Linked DNA regions of Sus scrofa: region 2 is linked to region 1. Evidence: chromatin contacts called from public Hi-C data. All regions are on one chromosome and are shown on one strand. The core of a region is the stretch at or near the end of the contact, and the rest is flanking DNA. Distances in the headings are between cores, read along the strand shown.

Region 1 (6,681 bases), core at 1,147-3,646:
AGGAATGTTGGTATTTCCCACACCCCAAAGATCATCTTGAGGACACCAGGAAGCCGGAAACCCCTTGAGAAAACATTGCTGAAGGCCAGGAGTCCCTAAGGGTGGCCACCGCCCAGCCACGGAGCACCAGCCCAGAGCCTGCACACACTAGGTAACTGCTACCTTCCTGGAGGAACCAGAGCTATTTTCCAGTGCTTACCATGTGCTGGGCACGTTCGGAAGTATCACAAGCATTAACTTGTTTAATTCGCGCAAGAATTCCAGCAGGTAGAGCCAGAGCCTGTTTTTATGCCCAGATGACGGATGAGGCCCAGAGAGGTGAAACGTTTTGCCCAAAGCCACACAGCACGTGTCCCAGCCGAGATTAGAACCCTAGCAGGGCCTGTGCTCTTGAAAATCATGCCCCCTTGGACGTGCGGAGTGAGGGTTTCTTGGAGGAGTGGACGAATGAATGAAACAGCGACAGTCGAGAGAGAAAAACAGAGAAAGTGACACCAGGAGGCGGAGACACACGGGAGAGACACGAGGAAGGAAAGAAACGGAACCCAGCCCTGGGGCTTTAACACGGACCCTGAGCGTGAGAAGGATTAGTTGGATGTGTTTGCAGAAGGACCGAAGCCCTCCCCGAGGGAGAGAGCCACCAGGGAACGCCCTTGGGAGTGTCTGCGGGGACAGGACTGGGGGAGGGGAGGAGCCGAAGGGCGGGGTCTGAGGTGGGCGGGGTGGACATCTGGGGTCGGTCCCCGGGTGGGCTCCTCACCCCGGATCTGTGGGGTCAACGATGAAAGTTGTGCACGTCTTCTTCTTGAAGATCTTGGGGATATAGCTCTGGGGACAAGAACAAGGGGTGAAGGGGAACCAGTTCAGTCCTAAGGGACACAGAGTGACTCACCCGCGCCCCAGCCTAGACCTAGGAGTCCAGGACCCCAGCGCCCGCCTCCCCCAAACTCAGGAGACTCGATTCCCCCCAGCCCCCATCTGTCCCCAAGGACCCAGGCGTCCGAGGCCCCAGCAGCCCCCTTCTTTGACCCAAGAATCTGGGTCTCCAGCGCCCTCCTCTCCGGGAACCAGGGGTCCCGGCCCCCAGCTCCCTGTTCCCTCAGACCCGGGGTCCGGCCGCTGTACCTGCTCCTTCTCCGCACCCACCATGCTGCTGCAGCCTCTGCAAACTATCCGACTCCCTGCATTCCCTCAACCAACCCGGGCTCTAGACGCGCCCGGGACAAACCGGATCCACTACGTCCCAGCCCAGCCTGGGCGGGGCCAGGTCTAGGGGGCGGGGAATCTCGGAGACGCGCAGAGCGGGAGGCGGGGCAAAGGGTCTGAGGGACCGGCAGGCGAGACCCGGGGAGAGGGGGCCGGGGACCCGGGGTGGGGGACAGGGACTCAGAGAGGAAATGCCAGTGATGAGGGAGAGGGCACACAAAAAGGGGATGGGATGGGGACACGAAGCCTTAGGTTGGGACAGGGAATCAGAAAGGGGGGACAGAGATTGGCGAGGGGCTACATCGACCCAAAGCGAGGGGGGGGTGCTTGGAAGGAAGTTGGCGGGGGCGGGGTGGGGGCGCGGCGGAGACACTCAGACTGAGAGGGAGAGACAGAAGCCTGAGAGTGAGAAGGGGACAGAATCCTGGGGAGGGGGACAGGGACTCCAAGAGAGCGGGTGAAGAAACAAGAACTGAGAGAAGGGAACCCACAGAGAAGGCTGGGAACCCAAAGAGCGAGGGGTGAGGACAGCAGTGATAGGATGAGGGGGAGGTACTGATACACAGGCAGGGCCCCCATGTCTCCTGCTAGCTCTCCAGGGACAGGGACAGCTGCAGCCTCCTGAGTAACCTGAGCCCCCTGCACACACACACCCCCTGCTGTATTTATAGCCCTGGCCTGGCCCCATCCCCTGCCCCCAGATCTGAGTTCCAGGGACAGGAGGTCATGGGTACGCACGCTGGAGCACAATTCCTCTCACCCCTGTCCAGGGCTTCCCTGTGGGCATCCACCATCTCAGCAAAGTCGCCCGTTCTGGCCGGAAACTCCCCATAATCTAACCCCCAATCCTTCCTTGGCAGGGGTCTCTCCCCTCAAATACACCCTTCCCGCTCCCCTCCTCCCATGGCCCGGGCTCCCCCCAAATTGGCCCACTGAAAATTTGACACCATTTTTGCAGCTGCCAAACCGGAACTTGTCGGCATTCAAAATCAAGTCCCTTGGCCCCCTCTCCTGGCCAAAGAGAGACCCCTTCTCTCACCCCCTCCCCAGCTGAGAGGAGAAAGAGCCGGAGGGGAGGGGCAGGCCGGGCCTAACCCAGAATAACTCCGGGCCGAAAGTAAATTTAGCCACAGAGAGGGGAGGGGAGAGACCCTATTGGCTGGGGAGCGGGAGGGAGGGGCGGAGGGGGTCAGGGGGTTCTGGAGATTGTCTCAGAGGGGTGTCTGGAGCCTGGCAGTGAGGGCCAGAGGGCAGAGACAGAGAGAGACACAGCAAAGGAAAGACACAGGGAGAAAGAAAGAGAAGGACCCCAAAGGGACAGGGACCCCAGTATTCATCGACATAGCCTCAGCCACAGCGGGAGCCAGCCCAGGGAGAAGCTCTGCTGCTGGTCTGTCCCCATGGGCCACCCTGGGCCATGGTTGCAGGCGTCTCTCCTCTGGGCTGCTGTGGCCAGCCTGCTCCTCCCCCCTGCTATGACCCAGCAGCTGAGAGGGGCTGGGCTGGGCCCCAGCAACTTGAACAACAACGCAGGCATCCCCGGGCCCACAGAGGACGCATCAGGCAAGTTCGGTCACTCCGGGCATAGCCATAGAAGCCATGGGGATGAGAACAGCGATGTCTCCACGGAGAGTGGGCATCATTTCTGGGCCTCTGGAGACCACGGAGAAGAGGAAGAAGATGTCTCCAAAGCAGCCCATCCCCGCCAAGGCCACAGGTACCAAGGCCACGAGGTGGGAGATGAGAACATCTCTGAGGAGGAGGGAACCACAGCGCATGCTCCGCAGGCGGGTGGGCACAGAGGCCGTGGGAGCAAAGACATGGATGATTCAGCTGAGCCCAGGCACCACTTCCCCAGCCATGGGAGCCACGGCCACCAAGACGAGGATGAGGATGAAATTGTGTCCAGCGAGCGACACCATCATATCATCAGGCATGTACGCCGAGGCCATGGAGAAGAGGAGGAGGAAGAGGAGGAGGAAGGCGGCATCTCCACCGAGTATGGACACCAGGCCCACGGGCACCGAGACCACGGGATGGAAGAGGACGAAGACGTCTCAGCTGGACGTCACCATCACGGCCCCAGCCACAGACACCGAGGCCATGAAGAAGAAGAAGATGACGACAATGACGGTGACTCCGCTGAGTACAAATATCAGACGCACGGGCATCAAGGCCACGAGAAGGAAGAGGATGGAGACGTCTCAGACTCGCACCACCATCATGTCCCTGGCCACGGACACCCAGGCCACAGAAATGAGGAAGATGAGGATGAGGTCGTATCCACTGAACACTGGCACCAGGTTCCCAGACATACCCACCATGGCCTTGGAGATGAGGAGGAGGAAGGAGAGGAGGAGATCACGGTCAAGTTCAGCCACCATGCTGCAAGCCCCCAAGCCCAAGGCCACAAGAGCACTGAGGAGGAGGAGGACTTCCCAGACGAATATACGAGAGAGAGCCCTGGTCGTCACCACCCCGGGGTCCTCAAGGAGGAAGATGAGGACATCTCCACCAAGCTTGGCCACCAGCCTGCCAGCCACAGGCAGCAAGGCCACAGAGGATCCATCAAAGAAGAGACTAGCTCCCGTCCCCGGGAACACATGGGGGTCAAGGATAGAAGCCATTTAGGGGAGGGTGATTCCGAGGAGGAAGAGGAAGAGGACCACAGCTCCCCTGAAGAGGATGGTGAAGGTTCAGAAGAGGAAGGAGAAGGCACCCACCAGGGCAGCCTGGACCGGGAGGATGAGGAAGACGAGGAGGAAGGTCATGGCCTCAGCCTGAGCCAGGAGGAGGAGGAGGAAGAGGAGGAGGAAGAAGAGGAGGAGGAGAGGAGGGAAGAGAGGGCTGAGGTTTGGGTCCCACTGAGCCAGGACCACCAGGAGGAAGACGACGAGGAGGAGGAGGAGCTGCCCGTCACCATCATCCCCAACCCACTGGCTGGGAGGGAGGCGGGAGGTGCCTCCAGCGAGGAGGAGAGTGGTGAGGACGTGGGTAAGTGATCTGACTAGGTGGGGGTGGGGAAGAGCAGAGTCAGCCCGGGTCACTGCTGCCCTCTTTCTTGTCCCCCCAGGTCCCCAGGGTGCCCAGGAATACGGAAACTACCAGCCAGGATCCCTGTGTGGCTACTGCTCCTTCTGCAATGTATGTCCCCAACCCAGATCCATCCACCCAGCTGTCCTGAGAATTTCTTCCAGGGCTCTGGTGTGCCTTGGGAGGGCCTTGAGAAAAGGAGGGTCAGGGACAGTTCTGAGTGAACAGCGACACTTCTGGGGCTACGTGGGGGACATCTGGAGGCCAGGATGCTGGGGAGGAAGCTGGGACAATGGTCCAGGAAAGGGTGGGTGAGGCATGAGCTACAAGGCTGTGGGAACAGAGAGGAGGGTACAGGGAGGCAGTGGGGGCAGGAGGACTGTAGACTGACAGGCTGGGAGGAGCGCATGGAGAGAGGAGGTAAAGAGAGGACTGGGGGTGGGGGGCCCAGGCCACAGTGATGGGAGGCCGCGGTGGCGCCCTGCAATAGGGAAACGAGGGGGCGGAAAGCAGACTGGTGGAGATACTGAGCTTAAGGTTAGAGGTAAAGAGGTTGAGGATTGGGAGTTCCTTTCGTGGCGGAGTGGTTAATGAATCTGACAAGGAACCATGAGAGGTTGTGGGTTCCATCCCTGGCCCCGCTCAGCGGGTTAAGGATCTGGCGTTGCTGTGAGCTGGGGTCTAAGTCGCAGGATCCCGCGTGGCTGTGGCTGTGGTCGTGGCTGTGGCTGTGGCGTAGGCCGGGCAGCTACAGCTCTGATTAGACCCCTAGCCATATGGAACCTCCATATGCCGCAGGTATGGCCCTAGAAAATCAAAAAAAAAAAAAAAAAAAAAGGCAAGAGGTTGAGAACTAAGTCAAGTCCAGGGGGCAGGTTGGAGGGCTGCCCGGCGGCTCCAAAACATTTCCATTAACCAGGCTCCTCTGGTCCCCAGCGATGCACTGAATGTGAGAACTGTCACTGTGACGAGGAGAACATGGGAGAGCACTGCGACCAGTGCCAGGTGAGACTTCTCCCAGACTCAAGGACCCGCCAGGCTTCAGGATGGCTCGGGACCATCTGAGCACCCCAACCCCAGCCCCAAATCCTGGCCTCTGTCGTCAAACTCGCCTAACCTTTCGGTCCTGTTGCAGCCTTAACTCCAACTGACCTTAACCTCCAAAGAGCTAGCCTCCTGCCCCTGTACCGCCCACGTCCCATCCTGACTCCCCCTTGCCACCACCGCGTCCTACCGCTCCTTCTCTCTCCCCATCCCCACCCCAGCACTGCCAGTTCTGCTACCTCTGCCCGCTGGTCTGTGAAACAGTCTGCAGTCCAGGTGAGCATGGGCGGGGCCCAGGAGAAACCCTCCGAAGGGGCAAGTGGGGGCGGAGCCAACCTGTGGCAGGCCTAGAAGGCCTGGGGCGTGGCTACATGGGGAGGCGTGGCCAAGGCACGGCAACGGTGGCTCTCCAGGAGCACGGAGGGGCGGAGCCTGGGCCGAGGGAAAGTCGGGGATAGGTGTCAAAGCCTAAGCGTTTAGGATTGGCTGAAGAGTTGAGGGGTGGACCTAGAACCGAGAGGGTGGGGCCAAAGCAAGAGGAATTTGAAGGACGGGGCAGGGGGTGGGGCTATTGGAGAATGGGAACCCCCAGAGCTAGGAGGAGAGAGGGGGACCCTCAAAGGACTTCCCATTGTGGCTCAGCGGAAACGAACCTGACTAGTATCCACGAGGACGCAGGTTCGATCCCTGGCCTCGCTCAGTGGGCCCTTAACCCACTCCAAATGCCGGTGCGGCCCTAAAGAGACAGAAGACAAAAAAAAAAAAAAAAAAAAGAGTCCCAGTGGAAGGAATTATCTTGACTCCAGTAATCAGGGAGAGGGGGCGGAGCTAGTCCTGATCCCGGACTGAGTGAAAAGTGGTCCCCTAATTTCACCCCCTCAAGCTTCTTCTCTCCTGCAGGAAGCTACGTCGACTATTTCTCCTCTTCCCTGTACCAGTAAGTGTGCGTGTAGTGGCGGGGCGGGGGTAGTTTAAGGACCCTGCCTAGGTGCTGTCCCGCAAGGAATTACTGGACGACCCTGGGAGAAATGCGCAGGTTAACGATCCTTAAGTGCCCTGGGGGAGCTTTGGACCCTTGGGCTGGGTAACCTCTGCCTCTTACTCTCCAGAGCCCTGGCAGACATGCTGGAAACTCCAGAAGCCTGACCCCCACCCCCCACCACCCCCGCCTCGCGGCTGCGGAGCAGACACATCTCCCTGGCCCTCCAGCCCCTTTCCAGAGCCATATTTATTTCTCTAAATAAACGTGCTCCCCGAAACCTCATAGTCAGGCCTGGGGTCTGGATCCTCTGGACACTGGGGAACGCGGGTGGGAACTGGGATCTTGGATTCTCGAGTCTGAGGGAGGAGAGGGGTCCTCGTTGGTGTGCTAGGTCCTGATAAATAAATCAGTCGACA
Region 2 (6,681 bases), core at 2,434-4,933, 220 kb after region 1:
AGTTCTGATTTGACCCCTAACCTGGGAACCTCCATATGCCTTATGTACAGCCCTAAAAAGGCAAAAAAAAAAAAAAAAAAATATATATATATATATATATATATATATATAATTTTGGCTGTGCGGTAGTTCCCTTCATGGCTTAGTGGTTAACGAACCCAACTAGGATCTATTTTGGCTGCACCTGCGGCCTATAGAGATCCTGAGGCAGGAATGGAAGCAGTGCCACAGCAGCTACCCTGGCTGCTGCAGCGACAGCACTGGATCCTTAACCTGCTGTGCCACAAGGGAACTCTACATTTTTCTATCTTGTTATGGGCAGGAGTTTGAGCAGTTTACAAATACCTAGAGAGGAGTTCCTGCTGTGGCACATTGGGATCAGCGGCATCTTGGGAGCAGTGGGACACAGGTTCGATCCCCTGCCCACTGCAGTGGGTTAAGGTGGCTATAGCTGTGGCTTAGGTCACAACCGCAGCTTAGATCTGCTCCATATGCTGCGGGGCGGCCAAAAAACCCCAAAACAATAACAACAAAAAACGTGGAGAGAGGGGGCAGAGACCCAGAGGAAGGGGGACAGGGACACAGAAAGAGAAAGAGAGAGGCAGGCAGTAGAAGAGACAGAGAGAAAAATCCCTTCCAGACAAGGAGAGACTCAAGGGCTGAGACCGAAGGCAGACCAGAGGGGGTACCGTAGAGCCCAGGAGCTGTCCCTTCGAGGCACCCAGATCGACAGATCAGCACACCAGGGAGATGGCCCCAGCCCCAGACATCAAGATGTGTTTGAGCAGGGCGGGGGGCAGGACATCCAGGGCTCAGCAGCTCCCTCTGCCTCTGTCTCCCCAGCTCGCCCTCCCTCACCTGCGCAAGAGCCGAGGCAACGTCATCAACATCTCCAGCCTGGTCGGGGCGATCGGCCAGTCCCAGGCAGTTCCCTATGTGGCCACCAAGGTACGCGGCCATGGTACCCCCCTGCTTCTTCAGGACCCCAGCCCTGAGGCATGGCCACCTGTGATGTGTTGGCCTCAAGCGTCTCCCAAGAAATGGTGCAGCCCAACGGAAACCTGCAGAGCGGGCGCGCCTTCCCCATTCTGATGGCCCTGCTTGATGACCCCGGTTGGGAGGAGAGGACAAAAGGACCCTCATCTTCCCTGGTCTGAACCTGTCTCCCCGCCCGTCTTCTGCAGGGGGCGGTGACAGCCATGACCAAAGCCTTGGCCTTGGATGAGAGTCAATATGGCGTCCGCGTCAACTGGTGAGCAGCTCCCTGGGCCGAGTGTGGGGTGGGGTGGGGGGAGCCTTCAAGACTGGGGGGGGCGGTGTTGTTGCAGCCAACTTCCCTGATCCCCTCTGCTCCCTCACCCCAGCATCTCCCCAGGAAACATCTGGACCCCGCTGTGGGAAGAGCTGGCAGCATCAACACCTGACCCCAAGGCCAAAATCCGAGAGGGCACGCTGGCCCAGGTAGGAGTGGGGGCCCCATCCAGGTGGAATGGGGGTGGCGGTCAGGTGAGGGCCCCTTTTGACCTGCTTTTCCCCTCGTCTCTCCCCAGCCCCTGGGCCGCATGGGCCAGCCTGCTGAGGTGGGGGCTGCTGCTGTGTTCCTGGCCTCCGAAGCCAGCTTCTGCACCGGGATTGAGCTGCTAGTGACTGGGGGCGCGGAGCTGGGCTTTGGGTGCAAGGCGGCGCAGTGCAGCGTCCCCGCAGGGGCGTCTGTGATCCCCTAATCTCCCACATTTCCACCTGGGCCTCCCGGACCAGGGCTCTCCCATCGCAAACTCAGTCTCCCAAATTCCCCTTCCCACCTCTCAGCTGCTGCGCCCCCCCGCCCCCCGCCAGACTTTAAGCCCACTTACCAATGTCCAGACCACCCCACATCTTTCCATAAAAGCACTTTGCAGCCAAGAGGAGGGCATCGTTACATTTATTTTGGCCCCTTAAAACCCTAATCCTCGGAGTTCCCATCATGGCTCAATGGTTAAAGAATCGACTAGGAACCATGAGGTTGTGGGTTCGATCCCTGGCCTTGCTTAGCGGGTTAAGGATCCAGCGTTGCCGTGAGCTGTGGTGTAGGTCGTAGACATGGCTTAGATTCCGCATTGCTGTGGCTCTGGCCTTGGCTGGCAGCTGTAGCTCCGATTAAACCCCTAGCCTAGGAACCTCCATATGCTGCAGGTGTGGCTCTAGAAAAAGGCAAAAAAAAAAACCACCAAAAAACCCTAATCCTTGCCCTCCCCCATTTCCACTGGAGGCCTGGACCCCAGGGATTACGATTTCCAGAAGGCCTTGCGGCAGGAGCAACCCGGGGGCTCCTGGGAAAAGTATTGCCAGCCGGCTGCTACCGAGCAGTAATTAAACAAGCCCGCAGGGGAGAGTAAATCAAACTCTAATTTGGAAATAATGAAGGAGGTAAAGCAAAAAGGCCTCCCTGTTTATTCTTGGCCCTTAGGGGAAAGGAGTTTAGACCTCTCTGCCAGCAGAGTAGGAGGGTGGCCAGCCCCAAAAGTCGAGAAGGAAGAAAAAACCGGGGGTTGAAAATCCGGGGTCCGAGGAAGGAAGAGCTGGTGTCTGGATGCCTGAATTTAGAGGACTGGGAAACTAAAGGGGAGGTAGGAGGAAATTAAGTGGCATGACTCCCCGGCTGGGAGGTACCAAGTTTCCTCGAGGTGGGGGCCCCCAGGCTGGGAGGTGGAGCTGCATCACTGCTGCGGATTGGCCGCGGCGGGGGTGTGTGTGCAGCAATCACCAACTGGCCTGGGCGCGGCACCGCTAAGGCTCCAGCCAAGGTTGAGGGGGGAAGAGGGCTGGGGAGGAGGGAGGGAAGGCGGAGACACTTTGCTGGAGAGCGTTCAGGTTTGACCACCTGGGCCTGTGACTGTTAAGGCTGCGGGACAGAATTTGGGGGCATAGTGTCGCAGGGTAGAATTACGGAGACGCAGTGAACCAGGGACTGAGTTTGAATACACAAGAGGAACAATATTTTGGTGTCAAAGTAACCCCGATGCAGGAGTTGGGGGAACTCCTGGAAGGTTCGGGGGGACACAGTGACCGCGTGGCGTGGCGTAGGGGACACCGATGCGGGTTTGACCAGCTGGCGATTAGAGGGACCCTGCGGGGCTGTAATCGTCTAACTCTGCCTCTGGGGGTCCTGAAGCTGGGGAGACACTCCCGAAGGGGCATAAACCAGGAAATCCTATTCTAAGGGCTGCTCACGGAAGCCCTCTGATGAAGTGGGGGATTGAAATTTTACCACTGATGAAAAGAGGTGGTAGGAGGCAAGGTGAACAGTGTGGGTGTTTCTCTTTAAAAGTTACAAAGAATGCACACGTTATCTTCTCGTTGCAAAGAAAAACCTGTATTCAAATAGAGTATCCAGAGGGAAGCTCCTGCTCCATCCACACCTGCCGCCCTCTTCGGAGTCCCCTCCCTTTTCCCGCGCGTTTTTCCGTACTCTCTGCTCCCACCGATATTTAGAGCGGGGTTTGCTTTTCCCCAAGAATCGTGGTGCGTGAAGATCACTGCTTCCTGCGTTTCCCCTCTCTTATCTCGGGCTGCTGGCCTTTGTTAGCGCCCCGGAACAGTTCTGGATCTATTAAAACGCAGTTTGGAAGCCGTTGCACGCTGGCTCTTGCGCGGGGGCGGGGAGGAGGGTTCCCCCCCGGCCCCCCGCGGGTTCCGGCGCATGCGCTCTGCAGCAGGGCCCAGTTCCCCCTCCAGCGCCCTATAACTGGGAAGGCCTGGGCAGCCTAGGGCGCTGGGCTGGCCGTCATCCCACGCGAGGGGGCGTGAGCGGGGCGGAGCCGGAACGTCTTTCTCGCCCGCCGCACCCGGGCCGGGCACAGATCCCCGCCGCTCGGACCATGGCTGCAGCCGCCTTGAGGCAGGTGGGTTCGCGGCCGGGTGGGAGACCCTGCGGGGAGGCGCACTTCGGGTGGACCCCTCGCCCGTGGCCTCTCCGGCGTGGCACCCGCTCCTCCCGCACTCGGGTTCCGCCGCGGGGCGCCGAGGAGGAGGAGGCCCCGGAGAAAGCAGCACAAGGCCTTCCAGGCGGGGAGGGGGAGAGAGGTCAACGTTGGGAAGGGGACCCAGATGGGAGCCACACGGAGGGGAACGTGGAGGAGGAGCCTATAAGGAGAGAGCCGTGGGGCTGGGGTGGCGGGATGGGTTAGGAGGGAATAGGCAGCCGGTGGGGGAGCCGGGCTAAGACGCCCAGGACCTCGGACCCCTAGGGGTAGAGGTAGGAGGAAGGCATAGGGTTCAGTCTCAGGTCACTCATGGGAATTGGATCCAGCGCCCTGTTTTCTTGGAACTAAAGATAGATGTCTCATGTGTCCCTGAAACCTCTCATCTGGAACTCTCCACCCGGGGGTGGTGGTGGGGGACCGAGGCAGCATCTCCCTGTCAGTGACTGAGATCGTCCAGGCGAGAAGGGGACCCTCCGTTCTTACGGACAGGATGGCAACAAGCAGAGCTTCGGTCCGTGGTTTTAGAAAACAAGGATACAATACTAATAACTTGGTGTGTGTGTGTGGGGGGGGTGTCTTTACAACCCTTGACAGCTGCAGCCTGACGGTGGGAAAAGTGGTTTCTGTTAACTTTGTAGTTGACTTTATCTGGGACTCTTATCCCAGCCTGATGGAGAGCAGGGCAGACTTTTACTTTCTCAGAGTGACTGAGACAGGCTCGGACTGCCACCGAGGCGGGCTAGGCTTTGATGGTGACACTGCTGGGCTGTGGTGGGACAGTTCCGGGCAGCGATGGGGACAGTCTGGGTGATGATGCGGAGAATCTTGGGCTGTCATAGGACAGTCCTGGTTTCTTGTGAGACCTCGGCTATGGTGGGTCAGTTCTGCATGTCATGGGGATCAGTCCTGGGCTTTGACTGGGTCATGTGCGGGTTATGGTCCAGATGGTCCCTTGCTGGGACAAGGACAGCCCTGCTCATGATAGAGACCTTTCCCGGGCTGTAAAATGGGGTCAGTCCCGAAGTGTGAAGGACAGCTAAGCTATGATAGAGACAATCCTTGGCTTTAATGGTGACCTTCCTGGGCCACGTTAGGACAGTCCTGAGCTTTAACAAGAAGGCTCCAGCATGTTGGAGTCCTGCCCTGTGCATATCCACCCCCTCCCCCAGCCATTTCTCTTTTCTTTTCTTTTTTTGTCTTTTTGCCTTTTCTGGGGCCGCTTCTGTGGCATATGGAGATTCCCAGGCTAGGGGTCGAATCGGAGCTGTAGTCACTGGCCTACACCACAGCCACAGCAATGCGGGATCCAAGACACGTCTGCAACCTACACCACAGCTCATGGCAACACCGAACCCTTAACCCACGGAGCAAGGCCAGGGATCGAACCTGCAACCTCATGGTTCCCAGTCGGATTCACCAACCACTGTACCACGACGGGAACTCCACCAACCATTTCTCTTTTCTTAATTCAGCCCCAATCCTTGTACACTCTTTGTCCCCAAAGCCCGTTTACCATCGGAGATCTCCTCTGGGCCCCATCCCCCAGGGTTTGGGGTATCAGGGGGTGGATTATAACCTGCATCCTCATGGATACTAGTCAGGTTCATGACCTCCGAGCTGAGGTGAGACCCTTGCTCCTGGAGGAACAAGGTCGCTTCTTCCAGGGGGCAGGGTCTCTGTGGCCAGTGCAGGCTTATAATCTGAAAACAGTGCCTGGCGCTTTCCTCTCTGCCTTGTGGGTGTGCGGTCTTGCCTCTCCTCCCGGCTTCTCCTGGATATCTCAGTCTCTAAGCCTCCCTGGGACTGTTTCCCTCCAGGTGCTGGCATCGCTCCATCTCTCCCCATCTTTCCTCATTTCCCTCGGTCTCCTTCTTTTGCATTTGTGCTGTCATCGCAAGTCTGGTCTTTGTCTGTTTCTCCCCTTTTCCCTGTTCTCTCTCTCCTGGCTTCTCTTTATCTTGACTTCCATACTTTCTTTTCTTTTCTTTTAGGGCCACACCTGTGGCATATGGAAGTTCCCAGGCTAGGGGTCAAATCAGAGGTGCAGCTGCCGGCCTACACCACAGCCACAGCAACGCCGGGTCCTTACCCCACTGTGCAAGGCCAGGGATCGAACCCGCATCCTCATGGATACTAGTCAGGTTCGTTTCCTCTGAGCCACAACAAAAACTCCTCTATCTTTTTCTTATTCTTGCTCTTCCCTATTTTTTTTTCTTCCATTCTGAGGGCTGCTTTCCTGCCCACATGCTGGCTGTCTCCACCCTGCGTGTCTGTATTTTCTTCCTACGGTGGGTGTCCTGTCCCCTCCTGGGCAGCAGCTTGACCACAGGCTGGGGCAGGCTACACATCGCCACCTAGAGGCCATGCCTGGCACCCACACCCACACTGATCATCCCAGAAGCCTTCAGGCCCCACACCATCTGGCACCACTCCACAGACTTCACGGCTTAGATTTTAGGACAGTGCACCCCTGCACCCCCCGCTCCCCATGACTCACCTACTGACCAGTGACTTCTGCCGTTCACGTCCGTCCTCCGTTTCCCCAGCTCACAGGGCAGGAGCAGGCTAGGCTGTTCCGTGTCCTCAAACCTTGTGACACAGCTGCCTTCCCACCAGGCTGGAGAAAGAGGCATCGTGAGGTCAAAGACTACTGGGGAGAGGTCAGTCTCCTGGATGCAGCCAGACCTGCTCTCCCCTGCTGGCCTCGGGCAGGACCACA

The links. A called contact is a pair of places that touch in the nucleus more often than the background predicts.
Region 2: a Hi-C map of epiblast stem cells shows a contact between it and region 1, with 1.9 times the contacts expected there. The contact joins the promoter of BCAT2 here to the promoter of HRC in region 1. A contact is called at or near these places in 2 of 5 promoter capture datasets (fetal liver and liver), 3 of 47 Hi-C or Micro-C datasets (embryonic fibroblasts, epiblast stem cells and liver) and 1 of 2 datasets of contacts at active chromatin or transcription factors (alveolar macrophages).

The regions. Positions count from the first base shown.
Region 1 is chr6:54,337,353-54,344,033 of Sscrofa11.1, reverse strand. HRC (sarcoplasmic reticulum histidine-rich calcium-binding protein) reads left to right here and starts at 2,396. Exons shown (of 6, transcript XM_003127287.5): 1 at 2,396-4,200; 2 at 4,280-4,350; 3 at 5,176-5,244; 4 at 5,505-5,559; 5 at 6,184-6,220; 6 at 6,393-6,681. The coding sequence starts at 2,607. The coding sequence ends at 6,429. TRPM4 (transient receptor potential cation channel subfamily M member 4) reads right to left here and starts at 1,260. Exons shown (of 24, transcript XM_021094712.1): 1 at 1,126-1,260; 2 at 761-828. The coding sequence starts at 1,149.
Region 2 is chr6:54,120,450-54,127,130 of Sscrofa11.1, reverse strand. BCAT2 (branched-chain-amino-acid aminotransferase, mitochondrial) reads left to right here and starts at 3,683. Exons shown (of 10, transcript XM_021094703.1): 1 at 3,683-3,881. The coding sequence starts at 3,858. LOC106510565 (a long non-coding RNA gene) reads right to left here. Exons shown (of 4, transcript XR_001309152.2): 2 at 6,460-6,579. HSD17B14 (17-beta-hydroxysteroid dehydrogenase 14) reads left to right here. Exons shown (of 10, transcript XM_021094705.1): 7 at 844-948; 8 at 1,185-1,252; 9 at 1,365-1,461; 10 at 1,551-1,902. The coding sequence ends at 1,724.